Linked DNA regions of Ctenopharyngodon idella: region 1 is linked to region 2. The links are chromatin contacts, called in public Hi-C maps. All regions are on one chromosome and are shown on one strand. The core of a region is the stretch at or near the end of the contact, and the rest is flanking DNA. Distances in the headings are between cores, read along the strand shown. Region 1 holds the start of slc30a5 (solute carrier family 30 member 5). Region 2 holds the start of cd180 (CD180 molecule).

Region 1 (5,561 bases), core at 499-2,998, 170 kb before region 2:
TTTTAATGTGTGGAATGTTATGGTTGCATGGACTTTCAAAGGATAGACTAAAGGATGAGAGAATATTAAAAATATTTCATGCATTTTGAAGATGAACGAAAGGGCTTTGACATGACATGAGGGTGAGTAAATGATGACAGAATCATAATTTTTTATAATCTAAGTGATAAGAGTTTTAAAATTGAGGAATTTAAAAGTTAAACTAGAATTAGAAGAACTTTACCTGTCTTTTTGGGATCATTTTTCCAGATGAGAATGGCTTTTGAAAGAAAACCAGTATCATTGCACACCTATGCAGAAAACAGGAGGTATTTATATGATCAGAAATACTGTAAGTAAACAATCATAACACTTGTATTTTTATACATGTGTGATGTCACTCCTTACCCCATTTTCAAAATAAAGAGAAACTGTACAATATGCACAACTTTGAGGAGATCATATGACTCAAATATCCCAAAAGCCTTCAGTAGCTTGGTAAAGTAGAGTAATACTATGTACCGGGTCAGTCTGGAAAGAAAGAAAGAAAAAAAATAACAACATTCAGTTGATTCAAAGCAGAAAATTACACAAATAAAGCTGAGCTATTCTTATCAAAAAACAAAACCTACAATTACCATAAAATACCATGGAAAACATAGCAATGCCATAGGTTTGGGACACTACCATTATGGTAATACCAAAGCATTCTCTTGTCTACCACATTCAGAAAGACCATGCAGACACCTTAAAAAGTACTAAAGTGATATGTACAGTGTCAGGATGCATCACATAGTAATGTTATGTATGGTACAAATATGTATGGTACAAAAACATACAATGGACAATAGTATTTACTGGTATTTCAAGAATACTGAGGTAGCCATTCAATAGATAATCCCCTAAAAGACATTAGCAATTACAAAAACTTTGTTTTCTTAAACATGGTACCGTGGTAAAAGCAGCGTCACCATCTCATAACATCAGTGTTACATCGTACTGCCATATACATAGTGCTAGTTGTGTAAGAGAATTTAGTGTAATATTTGGACACACTTCTGTCTTACCTGGCATCTGGAGCCTCAACTCGCCCCAACTTCCCACTGGAAATAACATTACTGCTGTATTTTTCATCCATACTTCGGCTGTTGTGTGTTTATTTCTTAGATTTTTCACTGTTTATCTAAGAGCTCATCTTTGAGAAACAAAAGCTGTTATCTGCCTAACTGCGTTAGCCTGTTTAGACAGCTGAAACCGCAAATAACAGCACAACTCAGGGCTCTTTGGTGCTGAAAACGCTAATGTACTGGTAATCCACAGCGGTGAACCCTGAAATAAAAAACCGTTGATTATCGAAATACATTCTGAATGATATATCTATTTTCACTGGCTAGCAGCTACATTATGAACTGAGGTGGTAGTTGAAGTGACGTGAACATTTCCTCACATATGGCTACCATCTATGAAGCCTTTCAAAATAAAAGTCATGTATCGCCGAGACAATTCACATAAAATATACAAAATATATTATTTCTGAATACAGAAATTATAATTTTATTGCTAATTGTGATATATGTTAAATGAACCATAAACAGAAAATTATATGCCTTTTGATTTAAACATCTTACTTTGACTTTTCAAGAGCTTTGAAATCCGGTTGTAACGTCATGATCCATGTGTAAAAGCTGCGTTTCAGAGATTGGCTGTGTTCGAAATGGCACAGTAACTTACTACTTAATGATTACTGCCCAGCATACAGTGCATAGTGCCTACTATTTTTCTAAGAACAGTGTGTGAAATAGTATACAATATGTAACGAATAATGTTTTAGTAGTATGCTACAGTGCTGTCACATGACAAACATTGAACATTAATTCAACACAGCTTTGCAGGTTGTTGCCTTACAAATAAATAAATGTGCTAACCATTATTTTTTATGTGGAAACCTGAGTGAAAATGTCCTACCTTTCGACTGTCCTTACCAACGGTCTTGATCTAACCCATAAAATTCTGTTTGTTGGTGTAAAGTCCAGTTGAGTTGGTGAAATATTTCACTTAAAAGCAGTTGATTAAATTAAATTTTGCTCAGCAAAAAATGTACACTGAAAAAATGTTAACAAAAAAAAATGTGCTTAATGTGGTGACGTAAATTAACTGGTTTGACTCAAGTTAAAAATATAATTAGCCTACCATGATTGAATCAAATTCACTAGGTTAGCTAATTTTAATGGTTCAGGTAACAAATTGTGTGTAGAATACTGTGTAGAATACTTCAATTATATAGGTAAAAATAACTCATTATAGTTGGGTTTTCCAAAACATCACAAATAATTCTCCTAAGATTTATGATAGATTATTCCATTAGGTAAACAGGCTATATTTTGTCAGCATAAATATATATATATTGATATGCTAATAATATATGGTTTTATTTGTCAAGAGAATATTTCATATAACTAACTCAACCCAGGCAGCATCAAAATTATAATTTGAAGTTTCAGATAAAGCACATATGTTACTATGAAGTGCACATTTCCCAAAAACAGATTGGTCATCATTACAAGACCTGTAATAGTTGTGGGAATGTATCAACGTTCTGTTCCAGTATCTTAACATATGGCCATGAACTACTATGGATACATTTGGTAGATCATAAACCACTACTATTGTTTATTTTAGGACACTTTTGTCTCTAGTTTACATGTATATGTGTACTTACAAAAGTGTAACATTTATAATTATTCGCCGCCTCCAGTTCACTCACGCCACACTCTTCACAAAGATGAAATGTCACATGGAGCACATTGCATTGTGGGAAACAGTATCCCATGCAATGTCCTCAGATGCATACATCAGATTTCAGCAAATGTAGTAGGCAATCCAGGAATTCCATGCATACAGAAAATTCACATACTATTCATGGTATACACATTGCACACTGCAGTATAGTAGGAGTTGCATCTTAGTGTGCAATTCCAAACACAGCTTCCATACTGATTTCAGTGTACTTGAGTTGTATTTAGCAGATTCTGGCAAATATAGTAGGTCATCTGGGTATTCCATGTGTAACCCCTTTACCCTCACCCCCCTAAACCTCACTCCCATCCGGGTCATGGCACCAATGTAACCCCTCTACCCAGGTCCTACTCGCCCCGCTCTGCACGGGCCTCGAACCCAGGTCTCTGGCGTAGGAGTCGGACGCTCTAACAAGGAAGCTAAAGGCTGCAACCCCTAGTGTCAGTCGATAGAGCATCTCTTGAGATCAGAGGAGTGAGGTTTACTTGCACAGCGACTACTAGCTGGCCTCCGTTACACATGCATACAGAACATTTGCATACTACGCGCATTATAGGTACTGCAGAAATAGTAAGAGTAGTATGAAAGTGCCATTTTGAACACAGCCATGGTCCTCACACGAGATTCAAGGGGCGAGGTTGGATCATACCTGTCAACACTCCCGTTTTTCCCGGTAGTCTCCCGTATTTCACACCCATCTCCTGCCCCCCTCCCGTTTTGCTATTTCTCCCGGGAAACTCCCGTAATTTGTATGGCCCAAACCTCGTTATATGAATAATCACATAAATATATTCCAAGGTTATTCCAATCAAGGCAAGCATCACAATAAACCTCACAAGAATCGAAAATGGGCTTCTTTCCCATAAACTGGAGTGAGATAGACATCACGTCTCTGTCGCGATCTTTCCTGGCGTTCTGTGGCGCGTGACAGTGCCATCAGTTCAAGCAGAGCGCACGAACCGATCATCTCTTCTACTTTACTAGTTACAACATGAAATAAACATGAATGAACCTCTGAAGGTATGTTGAAAGATACAGTACAACTTAACAAATCCGTATCATGTCTCACGTAATTGCTCAATGAGTGTTTCAACCGCGGAAAGACGTCAATAAAACAGATTGTGAAAAATGTCACATTTACTGTCCCCTTTACCTCAGAAAATCCGTACAGTGTCCAAAAACTTGTTAGTCAGCTACAAAAATGAACTTAGAGAGGAGCATTTTGCTAAATATATGCACTATAGGCTATTGCATATCCCTTATATTTGTGCTTAACATGTTCTTCAATATTGAATGTATGTTTGAATAAATCCGTTTTATGACAGCCACCATTTAAATGTTTATATTGGCTAAAAAACGAGTAGAAACATAATTAAGTCATTAAAAATGTATTATAATGTTGTTTTTAAAACTTCTTTATGTTCTTTATATAGCTTACAAATCGATTAATTTGAACCTTTAATAATATAATGATGTACCAACTGTTGCTAATATATAGTTTACAGCATTAATTGAGAGATATTTTTTTCTTTGAGGAAATTTGCCATGTACTTAACCTTACAGACCCCAAATTAATCAATATTGAATTGAAGGTAATCAAACCTAAATCAAATCGCAAGCTGCTGAATCGAAATCGAATCCAATTGTGAAATTTGTGTCAATGCCCAGCCCTAGTGTCAATAGGTCTATATATATATTTTTTTTTTACTTGAATCAAATGTTGTTTTTCCCATTTATTTTCTTATAAAATCTATGAGTGCACCAAAATGCTTCCTTTACATGTTAAAAATCACAAAAATTTTCTCATGGGGGACGATTCCCCCAGACCCCCCTACAATTATTTAGTTTGTCACCTTTTTCACCTCTTCTGAGTTTGCAGGTCTGATTTTTACCTAGGAAAGTTGTATTTATGATAATTCCAAGAGCACGTGAAGGCAGCATAAATCACAAACGGCACAGAGGGGCACGCCGGCCATTTCGACCTTCAGTGTAATGTTATTGTATGTGTAATGTATTAACCATAGTGAAACCATAGTGGACGTTATCGAGTGAACTCTTTCAATCCCACAATGCACCGTAAAAACGAGTGTACAACCGATGTACGCTCAATGGCTAGAGAATACCCATAATGCACTGTCATTTCAAATTTAATGCCTGCTACAGGTCTCAAAAAAGTTGGCACGGGGGCAACAAATGGCTGAAAAAGCAAGACATTTTGAAAAGATTCAGCTGGGAGAACATCTAGCAACTAATTAAGTTAATTGATATCAGGTCTATAACATGATTAGCTATAAAAGGGATGTCTTAGAGAGGCAGAGTCTCTCAGAAGTAAAGATGGGCAGAGGCTCTCCAATTTGTGAAAGAGTGCATAAAAAGATTGTGGAATACTTTAAAAAATACAATGTTCCTCAACGTCAAATTGCAAAGGCTTTGCAAATCTCATCATCTTCAGTGCATAACATCATCAAAAGATCCAGAGAAACTGGAGAAATCTCTGTGCGTAAGGGACAAGGCTGAAGACCTTTATTGTCCGTGGTCTTCAGGCCCTCAGACGACACTGCATCACTCATCGGCATAATTCTGTCAATGACATTACTAAATGGCCTAGGAATACTTCCAGAAACCACTGTCGGTAAACACAATCTGCCGTGCCATCTGCAGATGCCAACTAAAGCTCTATCATGCAAAAAGGAAAGCGTATGTGAACATGGTCCAGAAGCGCCGTCATGTCCTGTGGGCCGAGGCTCATTTAAAATTGACTGTTTCAAAGTGGAAAAGTGTTCTAT
Region 2 (5,439 bases), core at 356-2,855:
CATCGGTGCGTCCTTTTCACGGTTCCCTTTTTTTTAGCTTCCTTCCTTATAGTAACTGTGACATCTGACACGTTCAAGCTTTACTTTTACAATGACTATCCACAATATTTAACAATCTTACAAATTCAACCTACAGTAAACCTTTTGTAAAAGAGTAATGAGATGAAAAATATATTCAGAAAAATTAGCAATTATATAAATTAGATATGTGAAGATTACCCATAAAGACATGAAATGTGTCAAATACATTATAATTATATAATGCATATATCAATACAAATCCATTAAACCAATTGGTAGTCCACCCTACAGGAAGTCATTAAATCCTGTCTAGTGTATTAACATTTGGATTTGAAAACACAGTAATCCTCTGGCTCCACTGAGACACTATAATCTGAAAAAAGATTTATTTCTATTTATATGTACATTATAATGAGTGTCGTCTTTATCTCTCAATTGGATGTAAGGGTTGCGTAACTGCCAACATCACATTTTTTTCACCCTATTACAGAGGAAAGCAAAGACAGCAAAATAACGCCCCCTACTGGAAGGTTGTTTCTATTGCAAGGCTTCATGACATGAGGGACTTTGGATTGACCATGTTTTCAGTGCAAACATGATGCCACAAGTCAGTGCCCAGTTCAGAAGTTAAAAAAACATGTATTTATACAATTATATAGGTCTAATAATATATAAAGCCTAATATTATATGTACCTATGTTTAAATAGGCATGATTTCGCCTCTGTTTTATAAAATGGACACTTTTTATGCACAACTTGTTTGCTTTTACAACTTTGTTGGTAAAAAAAATTGTTACTTTAGAAATATCATTGCTATATTGTAGCATTGACAAGTTTATGCGACCCTCAATGTTTCTGTGTGTTTAGAATTGTCTCAGTGTGTGTGAGAGTTAAGGAGGTGCATTAATTCAGAACAGCGATTAAACTGACGTGAACTGTTTATTCAACAGTTTGAACGCACACCTTCCAGCCAAATATAAAGGCACACCCTCTTCTACTTTGATCAGGTCATAAATACCACACAATGGTCTCACTACCTCTATAATTAGTCATGTCCAGCAAGATAAACTTAAAATGAAATTATTTACCATAGATCAGTGGTGACATTAATATGTGACAGTGTTGTAGTAGTAGTGGTGGTGAAAGTGGTTTTGTGACATTATAATATTAATTAAAACAAACAAACAAAAAAAAACAAAAAAAAAAACAATTCAATTTGTTTTATCTGGTGTATTTGCAGTTTGCAGACCCATAGTGTAGGAACCACCTTTTACCTTTGGCCTTTCAGTATGCTTAAAGGGATAGTTCACCCAAAAATGAAAATTCTATCATAATTTCCTCACCTTTAAGTTGTCCCACTTTTCTGAATCAAATTTGAACCTAAATATTTGAGGGTACAATGTGGACATTTGCCATAAATAAACAAATGTTGTTATGGATGTGCTAAATGGACCCATACTGGCTGTTCTAGTTACATTCTGAGATAACCGTACTACTGTTTAGGGCAAGGGAAACAACCCATTTTCCTCTAATCATACAGAAAACCATTGTTGGGATGGGAAGTTTTTGCTGAATATAGGAAGTTACTGAAGAGAAGTTACTGCTTTTAAATAGTTCCTCTATTTTATCTATATATTTGAATGAAGAGGAGACATTGTTCTCTTCTGTCCTGTAAACTATGGAGAGGCATTTTGTTTTTTACATGTTATGTTACACTATTCTGTTTCACTTTTTAACCCATAATGAAGCAACACCATGGGCTAAGAGACAATGTCAACAGGTAAATTTATGGTTGTTTATGTTGCATGATTTTCAACATGATGGACAAAAGTGAACCATGAATATACTGTTAATGTGAAGTTTTATCTTATGTTGTACTGTTCAATTTAGCATTTATAATTGTTTTTTTTTTTGTTTTTTTTTAGATAGCTAATGGCTATGATTGTAGTGATATGGACCTACAATTCATTCCAGATGAGGTACCAAATTCTGTCCAAATTTTTAAATTTAGCTTCAACTACTTGCCGGCCCTATACAACTTCACTTTTCAGAGGCTAAATAACTTGCATTCGTTAGACCTGACAAGGTGAGCACAGCTAGTTTTCTTTGAAGTTGAATTGAAACAGTGTATCAGAGAATGTAATGTTTCTTCTTCTGTTTCTTACACTCAAACCTTATAACTTACAGATGTGGCATCACTTTCATGTATGAAGACATTTTTATACATCAGCCTGACTTGGAGGTCCTAATCCTAATTGGAAACCCACTCGTGTTCATCGCAGGTAGAGCTTTTTCTGGACCACTAGCATTGAAATATCTCAGCCTAACTCAGTCAAAAATCAAAAGCCTATCAGACATCCCATCAGAAAATCTTGCATATTTGGAGGTTCTGGAGCTTGGGGGAAGTGGCATTCGCTCATTAGATGGACTAAGCAATTTCCACTGGCAAAACTTGAAGAGCCTGCAGCTGGAAATGAACTCTATAGACCGGATAAATCTGACTGACTTACAACCAATTCACAATGTGGTCGGAATGAGCATCAGCTTCAAAGGAAACGATTTTGTCAATATAGAACCAGGTGCTTTTAAGTCACTGAACTTGAGTAGTCTTGACTTCAGTGGCTGCTTCAGCAAAATGACTTTCTCCTCCGTACTGAGAGGGCTTGAAGGCATTAAAACCAACAAACTGAAGCTGGGATTGTATGAAACCGATTCAAATGTGCACATACCATCAGCTGCTCTACAATCTTTTTGCAAGATCACCGTTACTGACCTAGATTTCCAGCTTCAGCATTTCTTAGACCTAAATAATTCTACATTTCATTGCCTTGAAGGGCTTAAAAAGCTTGACCTTACCAGAGCCCACCTGGATTCATTGCCCTTTAACATGACTGGCCTGTCCACCTTGTCCCATCTGGTGCTAGATGAGAATAGATTTTCAGATGTCTGCCACATCAACACCGGAATCTTTTCTGTGCTTACGCACTTGTCCGTGAGCGGGAACGCGAAGCAACTCGGATTCAGCAATGGATGCTTGGAGAGTCTCAGAGTCCTAGAGGAGCTGGATCTCAGTCTTAGTTTAGTAAAACCAATAGGACCCTGTTGTAATGACCAGCTGTTTGGTTTGGGTGAGCTGAAGCTCCTCAATCTCAGCTATAGCTCACCAATGATCTGGAGTTCACAGCCTTTCAGTGCGACTCCACAGCTGGAGCACTTGGACTTCAGCTATTCACTCTACACTCTGAACGACAGCTCACCATTCAGCAATCTACAAAGTCTCCGAACTCTAAATCTTTCCTGGTCAAATACAAATCTGACAAATATACACATCTTCAATGGCTTGAAAACCTTACAACTCCTCAATTTGAAGGGAAACCCCATTCAAGGAGGGGTTCTTACAGAGACAGAGCTCTTTAAATCTGTCCCTCTTTTGGAAACCCTCATTCTATCTTCATGTAAAATAACTGCCTTTGAAGAGAACTTGTTTAAAGGCCTCACACATCTCAGGCAAGTAGATCTGAGTGAAAACAAGCTTGTCAAATTGAGCACTTCAGGATTTTACTCCCTGGAGTTTCTCCAACTTAACTTTGCCAGTAATGCCATTGTGATAGTGGATGTTGGAAGTGTCATGAATTTGGGAAAAGAAAGTACTGTTGATCTGAGCTACAATCCCCTAGCATGCAACTGTAGCAACATTCAGTTCATCAACTGGGTTAAGAAAAACACAATCAAAGTAAAACACTTAATGGAGACAGTTTGTAATGCTACAAGAACAAGGATTATTGATGCTAAACTTCAGTGTGGATTCCCTGTTGGTGTACTTGCATTTGTTATAATTCTAATTGTGATTGTAATTGCATCTGCCATTTTTTGCCTTGTGAGGAGAATTAGAAGTTATTCAAGATACACACAGCTGTAAATTCAGACGTTTGTTTGGGCTCCCTTCTAATGTGGGCTACTCAAATATAACATTAATGTTTGCTTTAAGTTGGAGATAAAAGTTGGCTACTGACAGCATTAAAGCCTTTAAAAAAATTTGAAATTCAGAGTTTTTAAATAACAGATATAGGTCTAATGTCACTTTTCAATCTTGTTAACTACCTTGATTATTTTGTTTGAGATGTTTAAAGTAATTTAGAAGCAAAAGGACAATAAAATACAATAAAAGGTAATTTTGACATGCCTTTTTATTTTCAGTATTATACAACTTTAGAAGTATAAATATTTCTATAGTATACAACATCTATGACATCCATAGAGCTTTCTGTGGGTGATGTACAAAACTCAAAACCACATCTTTTATTGCACAGATCCTAAAAGACAATGATAAGCAGAGTCATCTACATAAACACTGTTTTCACACATAGAGAGAGGAAAGAAAACCCCAGGAAACAAGCAAGAACATACTGAACTGGAAAGACAACAAACAATTAGGCTACCACACCGACGGTCTTCAACAGCAAGTGTCCGCTAAGAGGAACTCACACACGCACGGCGATCACAGCATAACTGTCTGTGACGTAGCACATTAATTTGGCAAATAACACAAATGTACAAAATATACATCCATGAAGAGGTTGTAAACAAGCATTTAATGTGCTTCTTTAAGGATTCAAACATTAATTGTCAGAAAAGGAAGGGGGGTAAAAAAAAGAAATAAACAAAATAAATGTCTGGGTTTAATTCATGGCAATATTATTGATATTTGAGAACAGACAATGCATATGTGTCCTATAAAACATTCACATTTTATCATTATCATTAAAGTTAATATTATGTTAGCCTCAAAATCCCAATAAGTGTTGTGTTTTTAATCTTAAGGTGCCTTATATCTCTTCAGACCTCCTACACTACATTTGTAAAGTCTATAAAGAACAGAAACTACAGTGTGCTAATATGGTTTAAAATCTCTACAATCAACTTCGAATCGGCTAATTTATTAGCCTCTTTACATGGTGTATTCTGTTATTTAGGTAATTATGCACATGTGTGTGTCCAGCTCATATATATATATATATATATATATATATATGCTCTGTTTACATAAAACATTAATTGTGAATACTTCAATATCATACTGTATTATAGCCTAGATAAGTATACTGAAATGGACCTAAATATACAGTTGTTTTGCTTTAAGTTGGTACGTGATGTATACATACCAGTAGAGCTATAGCAGGTTTAAAGTTAAGATCAAATATCAAAAGACATAACGATTCACCCACTCCTCTGTTCTGATGCTAACCTTCAGTGGTCACTATGCAACTGCCTAAAGATCAAATCAAGCGTAACTAATGACAAATATGCTTTTAAACGTTTGGGAACGAGGAAAAAGGAAAAAGAGCTTTGAAAGGTCTCGAAGGTAAAAAGTGCAGGAAAAGCACTTATCAGTCCTACTGCATGACTAGAGATGTTAAT

Evidence for each region. Hi-C and Micro-C count contacts between places; a contact is called where the count stands out from the background.
Region 1: a Hi-C map of muscle shows a contact between it and region 2, with 5 times the contacts expected there. The contact joins the promoter of slc30a5 here to the promoter of cd180 in region 2. A contact is called at or near these places in 2 of 2 Hi-C or Micro-C datasets (both in muscle).

The regions. Positions count from the first base shown.
Region 1 is chr5:10,131,627-10,137,187 of HZGC01, reverse strand. It overlaps slc30a5 (solute carrier family 30 member 5), which reads right to left and starts at 1,748. Exons shown (of 17, transcript XM_051893887.1): 1 at 1,608-1,748; 2 at 1,047-1,308; 3 at 388-510; 4 at 224-290. The coding sequence starts at 1,117.
Region 2 is chr5:9,964,707-9,970,145 of HZGC01, reverse strand. cd180 (CD180 molecule) reads left to right here and starts at 1,605. Exons shown (of 3, transcript XM_051893892.1): 1 at 1,605-1,801; 2 at 1,947-2,107; 3 at 2,209-4,193. The coding sequence starts at 1,700. The coding sequence ends at 3,940. It overlaps mast4 (microtubule associated serine/threonine kinase family member 4), which reads right to left. Exons shown (of 29, transcript XM_051893878.1): 29 at 4,191-5,439.